Regions from separate parts of the Sus scrofa genome. Here region 1 is linked to region 2. Evidence: chromatin contacts called from public targeted proximity ligation data. All regions are on one chromosome and are shown on one strand. The core of a region is the stretch at or near the end of the contact, and the rest is flanking DNA. Distances in the headings are between cores, read along the strand shown. Region 1 has its middle 190 kb from the start of SPRED2. Region 2 has its middle 77 kb from the start of ETAA1.

What was found.
Region 1: a targeted proximity ligation map of skeletal muscle shows a contact between it and region 2, with 16 times the contacts expected there. A contact is called at or near these places in 1 of 47 Hi-C or Micro-C datasets (embryonic fibroblasts) and 1 of 2 datasets of targeted methods (skeletal muscle).

Annotation. Positions count from the first base shown.
Region 1 is chr3:76,338,363-76,343,137 of Sscrofa11.1, forward strand. No RefSeq gene overlaps it. Among named protein-coding and RNA genes, the nearest start is that of SPRED2, 190 kb to the right of the region's middle.
Region 2 is chr3:74,657,924-74,662,503 of Sscrofa11.1, forward strand. No RefSeq gene overlaps it. Among named protein-coding and RNA genes, the nearest start is that of ETAA1, 77 kb to the right of the region's middle.

The DNA.
Region 1 (4,775 bases), core at 1,044-3,543, 1.7 Mb after region 2:
CTTTATTTAGAAACCAAAATTCAGATTTGGTCTGTCATCTTTTTCAGGTAATCCCGGCCCACCTAATTTCAAAAAAAAGTTCATTTCAGCCTATAATACAGCAATACTCTTGTCATGCAATTCAAGGGGCCCTTATTTCATGTAGCTCATGAGCTCTGTGTTGGAGGGAGGTGGCAGACTCATAGCACTTGGGTTTGAAATCATGTGGGTCTTGATTTTTTACTTCCTCAAAAAAACTATCCTGCTTTTGCAGACTGAAGAGAAGCTAACATGTCTTCCAGGTGAAGTACAAATCCAGCCTGCTGATAAAGAGAAAGCAGTCAGCACAGTCTCCGTGCAAACAAAGCATCCTTCCGGCCCAGGAGAGAGGACAGCACTAGTTCAGAGCATCCCAGGCCCTGAATAAACAGCCTAGCCTCCCCGTGAGCAGAAGGCCCAGGGCTCTGCGGGATTCTTCACCACCCAAAGAGGAGGAAATTTCTTCTTCTTAAGTGCAAGAGGCCTCCGCAGTGACTGTACATGTTCTTCCAGGAACCAGAACTGAAGCAGAGAGGCCCGCCATCAGCCCAGTAGCCTCTCATCCTGCAACAGGAGTGTCCACTTCACCTCTGAGAGTCACTTCCCAAATGATCCCTGGCCCACAAAAGTTTCAACAAGGCTTCGCTTTCAGCCTGTACTCACATAAAAGGGGCCTTCAGCCAAGGGGCCTTTATGTCGCCCCTCCTTCCTCTCCCACCACCTTTCAATCCTCTGGGGGGGAATTAAAGTATGCATACTGCATGAAATGAGGACCCCAGGCTGGGCCTCTATAAGCTGCTAATTGAAAACCTTGTCAAAAGTGGGAGAAAGAGGCAGAGGAGAAAAAACAACTGTTGGCAGGACTTTTTCATACTGTGAACAGCAACACACCCTCCCAGAGGGTGGACCTCACTCCATACCAGCCACACGGGAGTCCTTCCTCAAAGCTGAGTGGACTTGGGGACCAGGCTCTGGGACACAGTGCCTAACAATCAAAAAAAAAAAAAAAAAAAAAATGCTGCAAGGATGCAGCTAATGGGCCTCCAGACCCTGCTGAACTCTGGGCCTTACTGCTCTGTTAGCATGGGGTGCCTGCTACGCTAGACAATCTTGGCTGTGTGATCCTAGGCAAGTGACACAGCCCCTCTGGGCCTCAGTTTCCTCCTCTGGAAAATGTGGATAAGGATTGCACCTAAAGAAAGTCAACTATACTCCAATAAAATTTTTTAAAAGAAAAAAAAAAAAAAACTCTACTTGATAGGGTCATTGTGAGGATTCAATGTGATAAGTATTTCAGGAGTTCCCGTCGTGGCGCAGTAGTTAACGAATCTGACTAGGAACCATGAGGTTGCGGGTTCGGCCCTGCCCTTGCTCAGTGGGTTAACGATCCGTGTTGCCGTGAGCTGTGGTGTAGGCTGCAGACGCGGCTCGGATTCCGAGTTGCTGTGGCTCTGGCGTAGGCCGGTGGCTATGGCTCCGATTCGACCCCTAGCCTGGGAACCTCCATATGCCGCAGGGGCGGCCCAGGAAATGGCAAAAAAAGACAAAAATAAATAAATAAATAAGTATTTCATACCATGCCTGATATAGTAAGTGAGAGACCTTAATATTTTGCTCTTATTTATAACAATGAGAATTCTCCCCTTCCCAGACTGGAGAAAAACAGAGGAGAGAAAAATAGAGGGAAAAGAGCTGAGGCTTCTTTTCTACTCTCATTTCATAAGTAAATCTGTTATGTTTTCCATGAAAGTCTTCAAATGGCAAAAGGAAGACGAATGCATACATGTGCTGAAGCGGGGAGAGGAGGGGGGCCAGAATTCAGTGTGGGGTAATATGGAAGGAAGACAAAGGAGCCATTATTCTTCAATCTTCTATTATACAGCAGGCACATTCTAGGTGCTTTCATGGGATGTGTGAACAAAGCTGTAAGGTGGTATGATCAACCCCACTTTCTACAAAGAACCTCGGGCTCAGAACAGTTAAATAAGCTCGCCAAAGTCCCAAGACTCCCAAACACAGCATCAGGAGTCCAAAACCCCTACTCTGGCCACCACCTCCCACATGCTCTGCACTGGGGATTCCTTCCTGCCTTGGAGAAGGAGCAGCAAACCTTTGGACAATGGTAGAAATTCAATTCTCAGGAGTTAGACATGTTTTTCTCATACATTTAGAGAAGGTTCGGATATTGGCACCTGTGGTGGAAAAGGTCTTGGACGCCCTCCTTTGTTCAGAACAGAAGTTTCCAATCCATGTTTCCTTGCCAAAGGTAGTTGGGAATGTGTCTGAAGCAATAAATAGAAGGCTTTTAATGCCTCCCCGTGAAGCGCTCTGGCTGAGGTGTTAACATCCAGGTTAAGAATATAAAAAGTGAGTACATGAAAACACTGTGATTACAATGGTGGTGACTTTATAGGAGGACCTTCAAAATCAGTAGCAATTATGTAGCATGAAACACTTCCATTATGAAAACTGCAATGATTTTGTGTCTCCTGATGAGGATAATGACAAATCTATTCTGTCAACAGGCATGACAGCTGTCTGTGCGTATTTGGAGGGATATATTTTTAGATGCCGTTACTGTACCTCCAGCTATTTTAACTACTACATTTTGTTGACACGATGCAATCCAGTAACAAGGAGGCTTACTTGGAAAAGGTTAAAATTCCCATTTCCAGCTGTTTCCCTTCCTTATATCATTTTTGTCTCATTATTCACTAGGATCCATAAATCTGCCACTCAGATCCCAGGCTAAGTGATGTGCTACAGGAAAATTGCTAATGTCACTAGGAAATAAAATAAAATTGAATACCGGGTTCACAGTATTCAGCAGGCAGAAGTGTCGCGCCCTGCCTGATCATCATTCTAACACTCTCTGCATGGTGCCCAGAGCTCCTGTCCAACAAGGGACGTGTGCTTCACTTCCCCTGTCCCAGCTCCCCATTTCCCAAAGTGGGGGTGGGGAAGAAAAGGAGGTAGAAAGATTTGCAAGATGGACTCTAATTTTAAGACAAAAGCCATCCTATTAAATCTTAACAGATGTTTCACAAGTTTAGAAGATTAAGAAAGATTTCAGCATCAAGAATCAAAGAAAATACTCCATGACCTTAAAAAAGGATAAAACACAAAGCTTTCACAAACCCAAAGTCCACTTTGACAGCTGTCTCTGACGGAATTGACGAGGTGCTATTGATGTTTGGATTAAACCATGCCTCTGTGATCAAGTACTCAAACATGGGATAAAAGACGAATATATTCTTTAATCCTACCCACTAATTTTGTTAGGCCCTCAAAAGCAATGGGCACTGAACAAATGTTGAAAGTGGCTTCTCTTCTGGTTATTGACAAAGCTATTTTTGTTTCATTAATTTGCCATGTATCTTATCAACGTTTAAACTAACACAAGGAAATCCATACAAGGTACTGAACTCTCCAGAAACAGATCACTGCAACCTCCAAGACCGCTGCAGGTAAAATCAAGAGACAGTGATTCTAGAAAGTGAGGACGATGTTACAGGAAAATGTAAGAGAAAAACTGGGTTCCGGTTTATCTTTCTTTTTTCCTTTTCGTGCTAAGCTGTAAAATGCATTGGGAATTCCAATTTTCAGCCTGGTGAGTTTTGAAAGAAAAGAAGAAAAACTTTCTTTTCTTAAAAAGGAAAGGGTGAAGAGGCAATTAAGTCATTAATTACTCTCTTTGTCTAATGCTGTCCAACCCATCAAACTTGGCCTCTTCTGTCTTCATCAAAGGTGCAGCTCGCTCTACTTTACAATAAGTACCTCTTAATAAGACAATCTCATGTTTCAAAAGCTGCTCTATGAGGAATTTAGATGAAGGGAAATTAAAATACACTTAGCAGCAGACCCCCGAGTTTGACAGCAGCACAGCGCCCACTATCACCAAGGGCCTCAAATGAGCAATGAGAGGTTCCAGGGACAGTGATGCTGTTGAGAAACAGTGGGGCTGTGTGCCAGGGCAAGGAGTCTTGGGATTTAGCGGACGAGGAAAGATGGAACTGACATTAATGCTAAGAAGTGGGGACTGATCCACATCTTCCTTTAAAGGACACCAGAAGGGAAACAGGTTTTTTGCAGAAGGACCCATTGCAAACATCAGAATGCCCTGAGTAAATAACTAGGGAGATGGTGTCTGTGGAGAAGAGATCACTCCAAGACCTCAACAGTGGATTGGAACAACTTCAGGGAGATTTGCTGGGCAGGGGTCCCACCTTCATCCCTCCAGCCCCCTTCTCCCTGACCTTCCAGGGAGTCACTGGCACCCCATGAAAAGACTCCTCTGGGTATATGTGATTACATACAGTTGATCCTCGAACAATACAGGTTTGAACTGCACTGGGTTCACTTACCCTGGGATAGTTTTCAGTACCTATGTTATTTCGTTTACAATCTGTGATTGGTTGAGTCCTGGAGGTGGAAACCTTGGATATGCAGGGCCAACTGTAGGACTTGAACATAGCCGGATTTTGGTATCTGAGTGAATCTAGAACCAACCTCCCTTGGATACTGAGTGCCAACTGTATACTCCTTTAGGGAGCGTAAAGATCTTTGAAAAATAAAACTTTTTAAAAAGGGAGAAAGTATGATACTCCCTCAGCTTGCTTTTTCATGTCAAGTTTCCTTGCTGATCTGGATGGAAGTCTTCATTTCACAAGGTCGTGGACCAACACCCCTGAGTGGAGAGAAAGCCCCAGCACCTGAGACAGTGCACGTGCACATGAGGAATCAGCAGGAACACAAAT
Region 2 (4,580 bases), core at 763-3,262:
CACGTCTTTTGTTCTCTGACAGGAATGCATTTTCCGGGTGAGTCCTTCATATTTAAATTTGCCCTTATCCAACGCTATATATAGTCCACTGACCGATCATGACCAGTTGCCTTCTAAATCCATAGCATCTGTAAAAGAAATACTCATATTCACCATAGTCTCCTCTTCAAAAGCGTCACCGCCTCCCACTGCTTCCTGCTTGGGTCCCTCACCCCCACGTCCCACCCACACCCCCAGAACTAAAGACCACAAAATCTTCTCTGGGTTCCTGCCAAGATGGTGTATTTAAGAGCAGTGGAAGAGCCCTCTTAAATCCACTGATAAGACCACTTGTGAATCAGTTAATCCAAAGTTAGTTCAAGGTGAGAAAGATTTGAAGTGATGTGACACTTAACCATTTATTTGAATGCACAGCCACATCTCTTCTGCTGATGTAGGAATGAGGCCGCTTGCTTCTGTCTAGACCCTCTTTGGAGTTCCCACAGCATCTTTCTCGTATAACCCACATCCAGAATGCATTTCTGCAATTTCCGGTTTGGGATTTCTCTGAGAAAACTCCATGATACTTGCAAAACAATGTGACTGCCAAAAAGCTGTCCACATTTTTTACAGCTTTTTCTAGACTTTCAGCATTGTCTTGCACAGTCTATTAAAGTGACCGAAATTAAAAACAAAATCTCCTGTATCATCTTTCCAAAGCACTTAATTTTTCATAGCTATAACCATTTCTACATTCATATTTTGTTTGATTATGTAATATTACGTTAAATGGCATCATTGTATTACAAAAGTACAATCACATAAGCAGGTTTGGAAACAAATTACAGAAGCAACTGGTTCTCCATAAGCATTCAGTTCCATGGTGAGGAGCCATTAGCATTCTCCTGAAGCGGGTTTTATGCAATGAGTAGAGAGCAATGGCTCATCGGGTGGATCTAAGTGCAAAGTGGTTAAATAGGGGGCTGGAGGAGAAAGCTTCGACGGTATACACATCAACCGATAAATTTTAGAGTAAACAATTTCTCATAACTGGCAGAGAAACTGAGGACTTAGCTGTTTGCCACAAAGTCACTAAGTGACCACAGGCAGGAATAACATGCCAAAATACCCAAGAACCATTAGCCAGGATAGCCTGGTTCTTGTCCAGTTAGAACAAATGCCAGCCGTAAGCAATCTGGAAGGATACACCGTGTGTTCTGACTGGATTTAGCTCTGACGTTGGGTAAGCTGACAGTTTAGGCCTTAGTCACTTGTGAACAAGGGAGGTTGGTCAAGCAAAGCTCTATGCTTCCTTCCAACGTGGATATTCTTTATTGAGCTATATCCAGCTCTAATTAATTTCCTCCCCCGGGATTCATCAATTCTCTGATTCAGTTGTTTGTTCTTTCTTTGGAGAGGTGCCATCTCAGAACTGTCATTGAGACACAGACGCTTGTGGCAGTAACAGAAAGACCACAGCAAGGGAGGCGCGCATGAGAAGGTAGATATGAAATATAAACATAGAGTATATATGACTTATATATGCGACATTAAAGAACAGATTCACTTACATGCACTCACATCCTCCTGCCTGATTCTCCAGGGTTCTGTGCTCCGCATGTTCTGTTTTGCTTTTAACCTGGGGATGATGCTTATTTTGATGCCTTGCTTAGTTTACACAGATGGGAGCGTGTTTTCCACATGCAGCTTCTTGTTTGCCAACAAGCCCAGCTGTTGGGGGGCACGGAAGATCACCCAATGATAGAAAACAATCTTGAATACCTTTTCATGTCTCCCTCTCTAACCCTAGAGGGTCTTTTCCAACAATTGCAACTTTAAGAGCCTCCTTCATTTACAGGAAACATTTACTCCTTTATGGCATTTTTTTTCCCCTTTCCAAACCATCCTGCAGGAGGTTACCAGAGAGCAGATAGAGCAGGCACGTTTCAGCTGCCTCTGACGTCTGGACTGAAGGCAGCCAGGTCCATGGGACTTTTATTTTGAACTCCCTCGAAAGGGAGACAGGGCACAACAGATTCAAACACTGGCTTGGGGGAGAAAAAAAAAAATCCTCCCTACTACTTTGCAGTGTCAGCCGGGCTCCCGTATGCCAAGTCACAGCCCATAATAAATTTTATTGCAATGTTATAAACTCCTGAAAAGAGGAACTTGGACGAGAAGTGCTGACACAAGCTGCCAGAGCTGCGGCCCTTCATTCTTGTGGGCTCTGTCCTGACATCAGCACACATCTAGGGCAAAACCCCAAACACTCACTTGCCAAAAGTGTGTTTGGCCCATCAGAGATATTTGATTTTCCCTCAAATTCATTTTAATAAAAAGAACTAGGGGTTCTCATTAAAGAGAAAGGAGCGCTCTTGCAAATGATACATGACTTCGTGTGGACGCTTGTGGCTCAGAGCTCAAAGAGTTCTTCAGCCAAAGTTAAATTCTTCTTGTAAATAAAACTGGCCCTTTTGGGTGGGGGGGTGGAACTCGGGGAGGGGTGGGTGATTATTCATGTAGATGACAGCTTTATGTACTATAATTACAGACATTAATGAAGGCACAATTACTTTATCATACATTACCAGGATCAAAGCAAGTCTCTTAAGAATCACTTGTCAGCATATAGAGTCAATACAGAAATTAGACCAAATACAAATACAAACTGGAAAATTTTGCTTAAATAATGCCCTGGAGGTTACAGAAACAATGAATTGAAGTTGAGAGAGTGAGAAAGACAAAAAGACACACTAGAGGTCACTGTTGCTACTTGAGCTGAAGACATGTCTATATAAATACATATGGATACGCAGGCAGATTTCCAAAATATATTTTTACGCGTCCTTATAAATATATTTTGGTAGCCTGCATGCATATTGGAAAAACTCTAAAAAGATTAGTTATCTTCATTAAATAATAACAGAGTTTTTCATAGTGAGTGTGTGTGTGTGTTTTCAATCTGGTTGTAGGTGGATAATTCGAGCACCTAACAGAAAACATAATTTAAAGGAATTCTTTCACAATCATATCAAATACTTCAACTTTGATGAAAACTCTTGCACCTATCTGGAGTATTTTGAAATATGCCCTTCAACTATTCCTTCACTTGGATCCAAACATCAAAGTAATTAAAGAATTCCGGTTGGTAGGCCTCTTCTTAGGAGGAATGCTGATTCCATCGCTTTGCACTGTGCAAAAATATGAGCTAGTTGAATACAGACAATATATTTAGTTCCATCTTTGAAATGAAGAGTCTCTTAGGTATGGCAAGTCTGTGAAACATCTTGGAACAGTCCACAGAAATTTTTAGTAAAAAGTTCCAATTCTGCATACATAAAAGGATTTTTTTTTTTTTTTTTTTTTTTTTAAGCAAAGCAACCAATGTCCCCTGTGGGCCGTTAATTAGTCTAACTGGAAGAACTCCCTTAATTTGCTGCTCCAGAAGGTCTCCCAACAAGACTGCCGGTGCTTCAAAAGTCCATAGAGTTGAGAGAGGGAGCCTGCCCATCCCAGAGGCCCAGAGCCTGGCTCCTGAGTTCATTACAGAAAAGTTAAAGGCTGAATGGTATCCCACATGCCTATCACGTCTTTGCCAAGGAAGGGGTTGAGAATTCCTCTTCTTAGAATTGGGTCCTAGCTGTCTGTGCTGGGATCACCAGTGTCAACCTGCAGGGTTGGAGACAAGATCCTTGGAAAAATGTCCTCCCCACCCCTCCTGCTTTCTGTTCTTTGCACATGAAACAGATCTATGCCCCAGTTTGATAAGGCAAAATCTAGGAAAAGGAGATAATGAGGAAGAGGGGAGAAAACCACAATGTCTTCTCCTTCTGCTGAACCTCGACTTGGCTTGCTATTGCACAATTTGCTGTGTCCATGTGGCTCAGAGTCCTGGGAGTAATTAAAGTTCAAAGACCTGGGTAATAACTCCTCAGTAACTGGGTGCTTTTTACAGGTTTTGTGGATGTGGCAAAATAGATTCTGAATTTAATTTGAGAATTTTAATGGAGAACTCCATATTTTTAATAGCATTTTCTAAATATCCTTTGTTAAACCAGTGGCTGGTGGGGAGACTATTCAGAGCCTCAGCTTCTCAGTGGGAATCAGAGTCGGTAAGTGTTTTGCCTGGGTAGCGATGCAGCTGGGAAGAAGGGCTATGGGCTCCAGATGCACGGCTTCCTCCACTGTCCAGCCAGGGTGAACTTGGCCATGATTTTGACCTTTCTAAGCCTGATTTTTTTACTTGTAAAAAGGAGATCATAATTTCTGCCTTTCCAGCCAGGATTCCATAAATTAACAGTTGTAAAGGGCTAGGCACAGGGCTTGGCACAGCGCGAGCATTCAGGAAATGTTAGCTGTCATCCTTGTCATAGCTGAAGTTCACCAAACTCCTTTGCACCTATCAAGGAGGGATGGAAGCTGTGTTTACATCAACAAGCAGGTTTGAAACAACAACAACGACAACCACATACAAAAATAGCAGTTGAATTCAGCAGCTTGTTGTTCAGGAGAAAAAAAAAACAGGTTTTCATTAACAGTTGTGTTTTTGTTTTTCCAAACAGTTCTGTGTATGCAAACTGAAACTTGGACTTTAGGGAAAA